Regions from separate parts of the Mus musculus genome. Here region 1 is linked to region 2. The links are chromatin contacts, called in public HiChIP or PLAC-seq maps. All regions are on one chromosome and are shown on one strand. Each heading gives the region's core, a stretch centred on a gene start, on an enhancer-like site or on the middle of the called end of the contact. The rest is flanking DNA. Distances are from core to core; before and after follow the strand shown.

What was found. HiChIP or PLAC-seq counts read pairs in DNA pulled down with a chosen protein or histone mark.
Region 1: a contact with region 2 is called in an H3K27ac HiChIP or PLAC-seq map of embryonic stem cells, with 5 read pairs. The contact joins two enhancer-like sites. A contact is called at or near these places in 3 of 484 Hi-C or Micro-C datasets (the C2C12 cell line, Th1 cells and cortical neurons), 2 of 115 datasets of contacts at active chromatin or transcription factors (both in embryonic stem cells) and 4 of 9 other capture datasets (adipose tissue, embryonic stem cells, liver and 1 more).

What each region holds. Positions count from the first base shown.
Region 1 is chr4:83,448,438-83,452,356 of GRCm38.p6, reverse strand. Snapc3 (small nuclear RNA activating complex, polypeptide 3) reads right to left here. Exons shown (of 9, transcript NM_029949.4): 7 at 2,122-2,286; 8 at 1,045-1,152. Among named protein-coding and RNA genes, the nearest start is that of Snapc3, 33 kb to the right of the region's middle. Within about 2 kb of position 1,501, at least 10 of the 459 cell types and tissues checked have an H3K27ac peak or open chromatin away from gene starts, as enhancers often do. A contact at or near this core is called in embryonic stem cells, where this site is marked.
Region 2 is chr4:83,255,863-83,260,177 of GRCm38.p6, reverse strand. Ttc39b (tetratricopeptide repeat domain 39B) reads left to right here. Exons shown (of 20, transcript NM_027238.2): 7 at 4,066-4,133. Among named protein-coding and RNA genes, the nearest start is that of Gm42307, 26 kb to the left of the region's middle. Within about 2 kb of position 2,492, at least 26 of the 459 cell types and tissues checked have an H3K27ac peak or open chromatin away from gene starts, as enhancers often do. A contact at or near this core is called in embryonic stem cells, where this site is marked.

The sequences.
Region 1 (3,919 bases), core at 252-2,751, 190 kb before region 2:
TCCAGTTATTTTACAACGTAGCGGATGATTCAAGGCTACATCTCACCTTATTGTGCCAATGAAACAGACATCCCTGCACAGGGGCCATGATACTGTGTATCATTCTTAATTTAGCCAAGACTGGTCAGTTTGGAAATGCAGGCATTTTAATTGAGTTTGAGGATAAAATCATGGCAGTTTGGGCTATCCTATTCACCTGAGATTGTTTCATACATTCGGATGTCACTGGTCACATGAAATCACAATCTTTAGTAAGTTTCTCTTATTTTAGTCTTTTCTGAAAATCTGAACCAATTTCTGGATTTTCATTTTGGTATCATTTCTATTTTCCTAATCCTTTAGATAAATACTATGATATGGAACTCAAAGCCAACTGAAGATACTCAACTATTTCTGAGTAGTTTCCAAACTTCTGGGCTCTGATTAATAATAAGAATCAGCAGGGGAAGGCAGAAATTCAAGGTTTGAGGAGGACAGTCAGCTCAGGCTACATGAGACCTGACCTTTTTAAAGGGGCTGAGTCTTTAGTCAAGACTGACTAAAGAGCCTGCACATGCCTTCTGCACATGCCCCCTGCACATGTGAGCCTTCTACCATGTCCTATGCTCCAGCTTTTCACTTTGTATCCTGTTGTCCATTACATTCAAACTCCTCCTGCCTCCCAGATCTGTGTCACAGTGACTGATCAAAACAGAAAACCTAATTTCTAATTGGCTTTATATATATGCTGGTTATTTCTGTATTGAAAACTGAGATAAAAGTGATTTTGTAATGACAGGCAAGAAGCACGGCTCCTTACAGCCGCCAAGTCTGTTCTGCACTTCCTGTGTGTTTCCCTGTATAACCTAGTGTGCATGTGCTCACCAGCAGGCAGCTGGCTCTGGGTTCAAGTCTGTACAAAACAATATGCTAACTTTAAGCAAACTGCACTGACTGCAACACTGACTCTAGGAGATAAAACCATGACGGCTAAATCTACAGACCTCCAGAGTACTAAATTACTGTGAAAACCAGGGTGTTTAGAAGGAAAAAAGCGTCACTCACCTAGCTGTATACATCTTACAGACAAAACATTTTCTGGTCCACAGCCAGTGCTTCTTGGTAAGAAGGGGATACAGTGTTCTATCCAAGCAGTCGTCATGGTGCACAAGCCTTTGATGAGGAAAACACATGAAGATGCTGAAATGCACCTCGACCTGCTCTCCAGCAACATTACTGCAACATGGCTGACCTGTCATTTACGCAGGCAGTATCTTACAGAATACCCACTGCTGGGGCTGTAGCTTAGTCGCAGAGGCCTTGTCTAGCTTGCTGACTAACAGGCAATCACCTGCATCACTGAACACTTTGCCCAGAGAGCTTTTCAGAATGAATACAGAGCTGATTTCTCAATTCCCTTTGTTACCATGCTGTGACATTCTAAGAATTCCTGCATATAGTGTTTTGTTTTTGAATGTATTCCACCATCAGAGTTTAACACAGCAGTGCTGTTTGTGGAATGCTCTCTGGGCTCTCTGTGTCTGGTCTGGGGTAGGTGCACAAGATTCTCTACATGCCTGTGTGTGTGCGCCATTTCCTCAGCCCTTCAATTCTAAACTACTCAATTGTTTGAAAATTGGTTATTCAACTTCCCACTATAGAAGGACTAAGCTTTCGATTAAATTGAGAAACTTAAAAATTATAGGATTTCAATCCTCTCTCTTATGTAGTTCTGCCTGACTTGGAACATGATACATAGACCAGGCTGGCCTACAATTCACAGAAATCAGCCTGCCTCTGCTTCCCAAGTGTTGGGATTATAGGCCCACACTAGCATGTCTAGTGTAAGTTTTCCTTAAAAATTTGTCTCCCATTTCCAGCTGCATAGAAAGTATACATTTGTGAACCACGCTGGTAAATTACACTTTTGCACTGTTAGAGAGACAGAAAAGTAGATGCTGACAAGTGTGATTACTTGAGCTCACTGTCAGGACCACATGGGGCCAGGCCAGGCGAGGCTTCCGCATAGTCCCCTGGCCTCTCCACTCCAGCCAGCGCATGCAGCTATCCTCCTCCTCCCCCCAACTCACTTTTATTAAAAAGACATCTTCAAGGTAAAATATTCTGAATGATGTCACGTACCTTATGTCTGTGATGACAACAACATGCTCACAGTCTCCCTGGTGACAGTATAAGTAAGGAAAGCCAAGTTTAATATGCAAGTCATTAAATGTGAAATCTTCCATTCTAGCAGTCTGAAATTTTCCATATCCTCGATCATGGGACTCTGACCACTCTATAATAGTTCTGTTTGGGGGAAGGGCAAGTATAGAGCATTGTTATTAGAACTTGAACAGAAAGAAAAGGTTGTGTGCAGTCACATACAATCTGGCCTACTAATTAAATGCATGGTTGCCATCTAGAAGGGTTATCATAGTGGTTAATAAACATTTGGAGCAGAAGCAGTGAAATTGAAACCAGTAGTCATCAAACCTGATGACACTGGAAGACGCCCCCCCCCCCCCACACACACACACCAGCTTTCTCTGCTCACATGCCACAGCACACACAGATACTCAAATTCCCAGAGAAAAAGATGTTCCTCCCCCAGGGAGGGGGTGTGTAGGGGGATTAGACACCACACTTTTCACCTGTGTAGCAGCTCTTTTTTATTCTTGGGATACTGTGTGTCTGTGTTTAAAACAGGGTCTCATTACACACAGCGCTGGCTGCCATGGGACTCACTCTGTAGGCCAGGCTGGACTTCGATTCGAGATCCTCCTGCCTCTGCCTCCTTCCCAACTGCTGGATTAAAGGCATTAAACCACCATGCCTGGTTCCTTTAAAGTCTTGTCACTATGTAAGCAAAGATCTGTCTGCCCCATTGATCTATTATCTCTCAGTAAGCACCAGGTTTTGGAAGGCTGTAGGATGTGTGCCACTTTAGTGTGAACACAAAGTGTAGAACAGTGCCACATTTTTTTTGACAACAGGTCAACAGGTTTGTTTTGTTTTTAAGCAAAAACTTTAACATGTACCGAGATTAGAGTGTTATTTCTTAGCTTCAGATTCTAATTCTGGTACTGGATGGCAGTGGTGCACACCTTTAATTCCAGCACTTGGGAAGCAGAAGATGGTGTATTAGTCAGGGTTCTCTAGAGTCACAGAACTTATGAATAGTCTCTAAATAGTAAAGGAATTTATTGATGACTTACAGTCGGCAGCCCAATTCCCAACAATTGTTCAGTCGCAGCTGTGAATGGAAGTCCAAGGATCTAGCAGTTACTCAGTCTCACGCAGCAAGCAGGCGAAGGAGCAAGAGCTCGAGCTAGACTCCCTTCTTCCAATGTCCTTATATTGTCTCCAGCAAAAGGTGTAGCCCAGATTAAAGGTGTGTTCCACCACACCTTTAATCCCAGATGAAAGGCATAGCCCAGATTAAAGGTGTGTTCCTTAACTCGGAGATTCAATCTTCTGGAATCCATAGCCACTATGGCTCAAGATCTTCAAACCAAGATCCAGATAAGGATCTCCAAGCCTCCAGATAAGGGTCACTGGTGAGCCTTCCAATTCCGGATTGTAGTTCATTCCAAATATTGTCAAGTTGACAACCAGGAATAGCCACTACAATCCACCCCTTGTCAACTTGACACAAATAATATCTCATGTTCACATGAAACAATAACAAGGTTGTAAATACGCCTAACATGATATAACTATCCCTCGTACAATCGCAAACGCATTAGTAAATTTACAATGGGCATTCATATTACTTTATAATCCTCGTTTCTGCAACTGGTTACGTGGCCTTAATTGGTATTTATAACTACCTTCCTCTACTACCCATTCTGTATTTCCTTCACCTTCAGCCAGCACCTCAGCAGGTCTTGGCTCTTTTCCTGGAGGATTGACCCATACCTTCATTCCTGATGGGTCTGCG
Region 2 (4,315 bases), core at 1,243-3,742:
CCTATGGGTTCCACCCTGGTCTGAATTCACTCTGTAGACCAGGCTGACCTTGAACTCACAGAGATCCACCTGTCTCTGTCTCCCAAGTGCTGAGATTAAAGGTGTATCTGGATAAAGTTTATACCTTGAAGTGACAGTGCTCGTCTACATAGCTGATGAAGATGTTTGGCTTGTGGGCTTTAAGAATAATCAGGAGTCCAGGAAAGCACTCAGCCAGATAGCTGGGAGGAACATCATCACCCATTGTTCCCTATTCCCTCTAAGATGAGGGGAGAAGTAGCCCTAATCAGCCCTCAACAGAAGGGTGCGTCATCACCAGGGGGCATCCAGGGACTCTAGTGTCACTTTCAAGCCTGTGTTTTGGAAGAGATGATTAGTGCAAACCCTGGAGCAGCTGCGGTTTGGGGAAGCGAGCACAGCTCTGGGGATGGCTGTCAAGGCAGGACAGACCTAATGTCAAGTGGACACTGCACACACCTGGAGAGAGATTTACCATGGGGCTCCGTTTGTCCTGTAGGAGTGTTGTCAGCTTGTTTGGGCCATTGGAGAAGTTAGTGATGTGAGCTCTCAGTGTTGATCACAGGACAGGACTGTGACACGTCCCTTGTGTTTAGGACTTACTAGAAAAGAGTATTGACTCAACCATGGCAGAAACTGATGGTATTTTGTTGGTTACTGTCAGCAGTTGAAACCTATCTTCTTTTTCATCAGAAACTGATCTCCGAGCATCCCTAAGAACAAGAGCTGGTACTGGGAGGCCTAAAGTGTTTCCGAGACAATCCATGAGACTGAACTGGCCCCAGTATGACTTGCATTGCCTTTTCCTTCCTGGGAACCCCATGTGACTCCTTCCCTGGTCCATTGGTGACTGCTTCCCTTTTTCTTTGTGGTGTGAAGGTGACACTGGAGAGTTTTAAACCTTAGTTTTAAGAGGAATGACATGGTATTTTTGGTGTGAGAATAAATAATTCTAAAACATGTTAATGCTCTATTTTTTTTTGAAGTGTTCTCTGTGTGCCAGGCACCCTCTTGGTGCATTCCTTAGCATTATCCCCCTCTCCCCCTTTTGTGTTTAACTGATGTCCACAGAGAGAAAGGCCAAGGTGATCCAGCTGTCAGAGCAGCATGGGAACTGGTCTGCTTTTCCTAAACCACTGCTCTTCCGCTGTCCCCATGTTCTCCCGTGGAGGGCTGGGAAACACCTTACATGGCTGATGGATCACGTGTGGAAAGTCAGCGATGCTGTGCTCTGGTTTCCCCTTGTTGCCTTTAAACAGAGCAAGTTAGGAAATCTGGACTTTCCACTAAATATTGAAAAATTAACTGGCCCATGTCTGTAGCTTATTCTGAACTATAAATATCTTTAGATTAGTACAAAAAGGATGTTTAGCTAGCTTTTTGAGTGCACCATGAATTTTTTCATGGACTAAGGAATTTACAATTAAGGTGTATGTTGGTGAAGAAATTACTCAGTGTAAATCAGTCACAGTGAAGGAATAAAGCGAAATACATGAAGTTCCATCTTATTTCCAGTGTTTTTGCTTCTGAGGGCATCCTAAACAGACTTTTAAGTTTGAAGGGTGTTTTAGTTTGCTTTCAATTGGTGTGACAAACACCCTGACCAAAATCAAGATGGGGAGGATGCATTACAGTCCCTTATCAGGGGAAGCTGAGGCAGGAACTAAAACCACCCAGGACCACCTGCTGGGCCAATCATCCATCAAGAAAATGCTCCGCAGACTGGCCTATAGGCAGCCTGATGGAGGTTAGTTTCTCCCATTGAGTTTCTTCTCTCTAGATAACTAATTTATGATAGGTTGGCAAAAACCAAACCAGAACAACAGGGCACGGCAGCACACTGTCGCTTTAGTATAGGATTTGTTTTCCTGTTGGTAATTTTTGTTTGCATGGTCCAGTTTCTCTCTGTGTTCAGGAATGAGTATCTCCATGGCGGTTTTCATGGACCTGGTGTGGAACACTCTTGCTCCTCTCCTCCCATGACTGGTGGCTGGTGCTGAACAGCTCATTTCAGAGAGTGCGATGCTTAAGTGAGGTGCAGAGCTTGGAATGTGGGAAGAGAGTCGGTAGGGAGAATACTTACACGGGAATTACAGAGTCCAGACTCTCCCTGCTTTGTCTCATATCCTTTGTATTATTGGATACCAAAGTCTGTCTGTCTTTGGTTTAGTCGCCCTTCTGCTCAGGCCTTGATGAGGACCTGCTGTTTAGCCCACCGCCAACTGTAGCCTTCGGCACTGCCCCTGTGCCAGCCTGCTGCCTTCTCCTCCCCTCCCCTCAGGAACCTCATGCTATAGCCAGAGGCTCCCCATTGCCCCTTTGGGAGGGCGCCTGCACTTTCTTGCCTTCTATCTTCTGGTCCTCAACCAGTGCTGACCTTTCCCTTCCCCTCTCCTGCCCCAGGCCAGTCATCTGTTCTCAAGGTGGCATTGGCATTGATAACCCCAGGCGGTTGTCACTTTGTAGCAGTTACCCAGTGTAGCTGTCCAGCGGCCATGGGTGAACTGGGTTTACCTGAAAGCGGGGCTGGAAATGAAAGGACGGGTATGAGAGAAGGGCGAAGCCAAGTCAAAGGTTCAGAGCTTGGCTCAAAGTTTAATTCTGCAGCACCAAACCCATCTTTTGTTTCAGCTGGATTATGTTGCAAAGTAAGCTCAGCGGGCAGTCTATTCCTCTGAATTCCTGTAGGAAGTTGCAGGTGCAGCAAGGAGGACGACTCCACCTAGGTCAGAAAGCCCACTGTGGCACACACTCAAGATCTGTTTAGCCTGCTCAAAAGGCTGGGCGAGGGAAGGGCATAACCTAGGACTCGGCTAGTCAGGTGGTGAAAATCATCTGCTAGTTGGCATTCCTGTGAAGGTCCTGAAAACCCAGAGGCATACTCTGAGGGAAGGCGTCCTGGAGACTGGATCGTGACTGGTGGCAGTGCCAGGATGCACACAGACAACACCGTGTCCTGGTGGTGTCTTCTACCCCATCTCCCTGCCTGTTTCTGAGGAACTTAGCTGCATAGTACTTTTCACAAATTGAACATTTAAGTTGAGTCAGTATGAGAGAGCCCGTGGGCCATGTGTGTGTAAATGAAGGAAAACCTCTATTTTATCTAGTTTGGCCAGCAGTGTTCCCAGTGACGCAGATTGCCTCCTGTTGCGTCAGCACTTGAATTAAAAAGGCCCTGTGCCGCCTTCTGAACCTTAACCAAGAAGCACAGACTCGGGCCAAAAACAATAATGGTCAGAGTTGCCAGCATTCATCAAGGCTGATTGTGTGCGCGCGCGCGTGTCTGATAAGCGCTACAGGCAATACTCATTTAATCCATGGTTGCAAAGTAGAAGCATTATTACTGGACCATATAAATGAGGAGACCAGCAGAGAGGAAAGGCAGGCCTGAGCAGTACCCTGTACTAGCATGAAGCAGAATCTTCCCTCCAAGCTCAAATAACACACCAATTTCCACAGACAGCAGAGGCCCCGTGGTGTCCTCTACTCCATGGAGATAGGAATCTGATGGTTTTGTTCATGTAGAAACATAAAATTCTCTCTCTCTCTGATCTCTGCAAATACAGCAGACTGTCCAGGACACCAGGACATGTTGGGTGGTGCATATGTCGCTGGGCTGGCCTGGCTCTGGTAATTCCTTTTTGTGAGCACACATGGGTTCAGGGGTGATTCATGCCTATAGTACCAAGAGGCTGAGGCAGGAGGATTGCCGTGAGTTGAAGGACAGTCTGGACTACAACTAGTACTGCTTGGGCTCCAAGTGAGACCCTGTTCAGACAAACAGTCGGTTTCCTCCTCTTCTCGAGCCTCTCTCTGCTGGTAATGTTAGCTGGAGGTGAAGATGACCTTAACCATTCACACGATCCAGGCTTATCCAGGAACAGGCCATCCTGTTTCTCTGGAAGCATGGATGCCATCTCGGCTTTTGCGTCTTTCTTGGGCTTATCTATCTTCCACGATTTTCAGAATGTTTTAAAACAATACTGTTTCTTAATATCAATGTATTTGTTTTTAATAGAGTAATATCAATGTATTTGTTTTTAATAGAGGAGATGCATGCTGAGATCTGTTACGCCGAGTGTCTCCTACAGAAAGCAGCACTCACATTTGTGCAGGTAATAACCGTCTGGCTGAATACTGGGGTTGGGCAGGAAGCCTGCCAGCGCTGTACAGAGCACGGTAAATGTTGCTCAGCCTGTGTTAGCACTGAAGCTTAGAGTGGTAATAAAAGATATTTGTTTCCGTCCCCTCCCCCCCCTGCCCCCTCCTTCCCCTTTCTTACGTTGGTTTCCAGACA